2 separate regions of the Bombyx mori genome follow, and region 1 is linked to region 2. A link is a contact called in public Hi-C data. All regions are on one chromosome and are shown on one strand. The core of a region is the stretch at or near the end of the contact, and the rest is flanking DNA. Distances in the headings are between cores, read along the strand shown. Region 1 holds the start of LOC101746019 (PR domain zinc finger protein 1). Region 2 has its middle 20 kb from the start of LOC134200980.

What was found. Hi-C and Micro-C count contacts between places; a contact is called where the count stands out from the background.
Region 1: a contact with region 2 is called in a Hi-C map of posterior silk gland, with 2.3 times the contacts expected there. The contact joins the promoter of LOC101746019 here to the enhancer-like site in region 2. A contact is called at or near these places in 2 of 7 Hi-C or Micro-C datasets (posterior silk gland and whole pupa).

Annotation. Positions count from the first base shown.
Region 1 is chr22:8,826,972-8,829,671 of ASM3026992v2, reverse strand. It overlaps LOC101746019 (PR domain zinc finger protein 1), which reads right to left and starts at 1,443. Exons shown (of 8, transcript XM_062674951.1): 1 at 940-1,443.
Region 2 is chr22:8,793,254-8,795,953 of ASM3026992v2, reverse strand. No RefSeq gene overlaps it. Among protein-coding and RNA genes, the nearest start is that of LOC134200980, 20 kb to the right of the region's middle. Within about 2 kb of position 1,298, at least 2 of the 8 cell types and tissues checked have open chromatin away from gene starts, as enhancers often do.

The DNA.
Region 1 (2,700 bases), core at 194-2,693, 34 kb before region 2:
ATTTTTCTTAACAGTTGAATATGGTTTGGTGTGTATTACGAGAAGATAGATAATTTAGAGCTCTCCGTCTAGTGTAAAACGGTTGATTTTATCTCTAGCAGTGATGTTTTCAACAGCAAGCTGGAGAGGAATCAAGCGAGAGTATAGGTTGTTTAGTATAGAGGTCGCGTTTAACAGATTTGTAGGGAAATTTCATGAAAATTTAATCAATATTAATTCAATGGATTGTTGGTTTATCAGTGCTTAACGCATTTGAATATATTTATAGTCTAAAATAAATTTCAATTATTTTCGTGATAAATAAAAATAATGGGTACATTCTAACACTAGTGTTACATAAAAGTACTAGTCTTAGAATGTATTCTTGAAATAGAAGATTTTAAATTATGTAAAATGATAAGACGATAAAGTAATTACTTATAATTTGGACCACTAATTCTAAATTAAAAATTAGTTGTCGAAATGTTTAATTCCAAACAATATCATGATTTACTTTATCCATACTATATAAGTATGAATTAGTACTAATGTGCAAAATGGAATCAACAAAATTCAAAAGAATGATTTTGTTTTCCTTAAAGACTATTGTGAAGTCATAATAACTAGTATTATTGTTAGTAGATTAGAATTTAAGTTTAACTTAAGAACAAAATATCATTTGAATTTTATCTTAAAAATAATCCACCCACTGTCTGGAAATACAGCTTTATCAAGTATCTTTATGACTATAGCTTATTGAAGATTTAAAACATTAAAATATAAATACATTAGATAGCTAAAGAAACCGCCAATATATGCGCAATCTTAAAACCAAATGAGTCTTCAGCACGCGTTGAAGTCTTTTCATTGTAATTTATTTGTAATCTTTACAGGATTATATACAATAAAATATTTAATATAAAAATATAACTAAAGTATTAACAAAAAAAATATACAAACCATTGAGTAGAAAAAAAAATCGATGAAAATTCGAAGAAAAATCCAAATCGTGAAATCCTAGTGGAAAATCTTAGTTTTTCACAGCACTTAAATTTAAATCCACACGTCACTTAAAAGGTCACTTAAAATTAAGGCAAAATAGTAAAAATAAGTCTTATGTTGAGATCTAAGTTGCTTTCAGTCTAGATAAATGCAAACGTAACACTAATGATATCGCGATTAGAGGGTCATGTTGGAGCGTTCTGCGACACTGCGTGGCGCACCGACACCTCCGGATAACTGATAAAATATAGCTCGGTTCATGGTCGGAGACGTCCTTCCTGCGCGGCTATCCGTGCACAGCGTCCGCTGCGGCGTTACCTGCGCCCGCGCTCCACAGCGCTGCTCTTCCGTGCTCCGGGTGAATGAACTGCTGCGAGCGAGCGAGACAACGACAGGCCCCCCGCACCGCACCAGCCCGCCCTTGCCCAATGCCATGGTCGAACCTCACAATTTTTCCCATCTGGAGCCAAGGTGATCTAGAAAAAGTGACAAATAACGTTTATCAATCTGGCCAATATACATACATATATAAACATTCATAATTATGGTTATAACATAATCGATTTTTCGTTGGAGTAAAGTGACAATTGTTTTGTATTATGTGTTTATGAATGCAACATCAATGATATACCCCGGTCTCCGGAGACCCATCTAGCGCTCTTCGCCGATGACACGGCTATCTACTACTCGTGTAGGAAGATGTCGCTGCTTCATCGGCGACTCCAGATCGCAGTAGCCACCATGGGACAGTGGTTCCGGAAGTGGCGCATCGACATCAACCCCACGAAAAGCACAGCGGTGCTCTTCAAAAGGGGTCGCCCTCCGAATACCACTTCGAGCATCCCACTCCCTAATAGGCGCGCAAACACCTCCGCCGTTAGCCCCGTCACTCTCTTTGGCCAGCCCATACCGTGGGCCTCGCAGGTCAAATACCTAGGCGTCACCCTCGACAGAGGGATGACATTCCGTCCCCATATTAAAACGGTACGCGACCGTGCCGCCTTCATATTAGGACGTCTCTACCCTATGCTTTGCAAGCGAAGCAAACTGTCCCTCCGTAATAAGGTAACTCTCTACAAAACTTGCATACGCCCCGTTATGACGTATGCAAGCGTAGTGTTCGCTCACGCAGCCCGCACCAACTTGAAGCCCCTTCAGGTTATTCAATCCCGATTCTGCAGGATAGCCGTCGGAGCACCATGGTTCCTGAGGAACGTGGATCTCCACGATGACCTGGAGCTTGACTCTGTCAGTAAGTATCTACAGTCGGCATCGCTGCGCCATTTTGAGAAGGCGGCACGACATGAGAACCCTCTCATCGTAGCCGCTGGAAATTACATACCCGACCCAGTAGACCGAATGGTAAACCGTCGACGTCGCCCAAAGCACGTCATTACGGATCCTCCTGATCCATTAACGGTGCTCTTAGGCACCACAAGCACCGGTCACCGTCCTCGTCGAACCCGTCGCTTGCGACGAAGGGCTCGACGAGCGAACTAACCCATAGACACAGCCCACTGAGTTTCTCGCCGGATCTTCTCAGTGGGTCGCGTTTCCGATCCGGTGGTAGATTCTGCGAAGCACTGCTCTTGCTAGGGTCAGTGTTAGCAACTCTCCGGTTGAGCCCCGCGAGCTCACCTACAAAGTTAGGGTGAAGCTGAAATAGCCTCTCAAGGCTATCAGCATAGGTAGGAAAAAAAAAAAAAAAAAAAAAAAAAA
Region 2 (2,700 bases), core at 49-2,548:
ATGCCCACTGAGTTTCTCGTTGGATCTTCTCAGTTTTCACGCGAGCCGCGTTTCCAATCCCGTGGTAGATTCTGCGAAGCATTGTTCTTGCTAAGGCTAGTGTTAGCAACGTCCACCGGTCACCGTCCTCGTCGAACCCGTCGCTTGCGACGAAGGGCTCGACGAGTAAATTAACCCATAGACACAGCCCACTGAGTTTCTCGCCGGATCTTCTCAGTGGGTCGCGTTTCCGATCCAGTGGTAGATTCTGCGAAGCACTGCCCTTGCTAGAGCCAGTACTAGCAACTTACCAAATATGAGCTCCGTGAGCTCACCTACACGTCAAGGAGAAGCTGAAATAGCCTCTCAGGGCCATCAGCATAGGTAGGAAAAAAAAACAACGTCCACAGATTAGAGCTCTGTGAGCTCACTTACTCGCCCAGTGAATTTAGTATAACCCCTCGAAATCACTAGAATAGGAAGAAAATTTAATAATAATAAAAATGAGTGCTTAAACAACTTTTATCTACAACCGAAACAGAAGCCCAAGCACAAAATGAACAGCGTTGTCCATATTGAAATTGAACGCTTAAGTTCTATTGATCCACTCTTTGTTCTTCAACAACAGTTCACTGAGAATAGCAATTATAGAAGAGGGTATTCAGTGTAACATGGGCCGTAAGAATATAACTTAGATGGCAATTGCTTAAACCGTAAACATTTAGATTTAATTATGTGTTCATTCACGGTTCACGCCCACTTTCCACGCTTCGCAATAACGAGATGTGATTATCATAATAATTGACTAGATAAATTCATAAAATAACAATGCGAGTGAGTTTATCTAGCTGTGCGAACGGTGGTTGATAGCGCAGTGTGTGATCACAAACCATGATATGCAGAAGGTATATTTTTTTGTCTTTTCACAGTGGTATTAATTTGGTGTAAATGTACTTCTTTTTCATTTGTACTATAGTTGATCAATACATGGACTAGAGCTTATACAAATCACAACATGAATTACATTTGTCCATGTCTCAGTTGTTATGAATAAGTACAGTCTCGTTCTTTATGGTAATAATTATCGCTTGCATTATATTCCATTTAACTAAGGCCTTAAAACTACATAAAATACTAGTTCACGGTGAAAGATACGTCCTTAAAGCCTATATATTATCTTTGATTATGATATCGGATCGTGTTAGTGTTGAAAGTATAATTAATGAGATTCACTATTGTTTTGTGAGACTTCTGTGTATTATTTCGATTGTGGCAGCAAATGTTAGTTTCCGCATTGCGCGGGACGCAGCTTGGCGCAGGGATCGCGCACCGCTACGATGCAGCCTGCAGGTACTATTTCCACGGCCGTTGCAACACGAACTACAGATGTGTTCAACATTTTGTCGTTTATGATTTTTAATATACAAATTATATAATTTTAAGAGATATTAAGGGCAGGTTAAGCTTTCGCTGCCTTTAAAATATGACACTTTAGAGTATGTTAATAGTGTCTAACCTGAACTTCGCAAATGATCGTTTGTTTGAGCAATCATATTATTATTATTATTTTACTTTTCGTTCAAAGTTGATTACAATTAACTGTTGGTTCATTTGAATCTTGTAAAATTTATACAGTTCATTTTTTACTGTATCAAAATTATTGTAATAAATTTGAAATACTCTTACGGATTCATGTATTTTAAATTTGTAATTTTAATCATATAATGAAACATATACCATTTTTGGGTATCTTATAAACTATTTACTGTCTAAAAAAGACAAAGTAATAAATATACATACGAAGTTTTACCATTAATTTTTTGTTTTTAACGCCCATCAATAGAATTCATATTTACACTTGAATATACATTTGAATCCTCGTTCTATGTACATATAACTAAAATCTATTTTTTTTTTTTTTTTGGTCAGGAGGAAATCGCCTTACTTCCGCCCTCCCCTGGGGATGGAGGGCGGGGCATGTCGGAGTCGAACTGACTAAAACCTCCTGTCGCTCAACAACCCGCGTCCGAACCTCGAATGAGACAGAACCCATGAAAAGGCAAAGGGGGGAAAGTGAAGCGTTTAGTGCACATCTCTCCCATCACCCTCCCCCTCGGGACGCCTGACCAGCAGTCGTCGGCGCCACGACCACCAGCCCTCTCGGTCGGCAGGCTATCCGGAGCCCGCCTAGATGGCGCCGGTTAGAATGGGTTATCCTACGGAATACCCCGCTGGGTCAGAACCAGCGTGGGTCGAGGATAGCCGGCCTTCCATCACCCGGATGCTCTTGCGTAAAATGCGTGCAGAGCAGCTTGCACGTCGTCTTCTTAGGCCCCCTTCGCCGGTCCCCAGACCGACAAATGAAGGGGACCCGAAACACTTAGAGGTCCAGGGCTTGGGCGAAATCCGCCTCCCTGGCCCCCGCTCGACGGCGCCGCGGCGGCGGGCTTGCGCGTCTCACACGCGCTCCGCCGCCTCCTTCTGCGAGACGGTGCATTCGCAGAAGTTGAGCATCGCCTTCCACGACTCGTCGTGGCCGAGCATCGATGCCACAACACTCGGCAACGACAAGTCGTTTCCTATTTTTGCGACGAGGACACGGCGCCACCCCTCCCATGCGGGGCAGGCGACGAGCGTGTGCTCCGCCGTGTCCAAGTCGCAACCACAATGGTGGCACTCTGCCGTCGGCTCGGCTCCGATCCGGTGCAGGAACTCACCGAA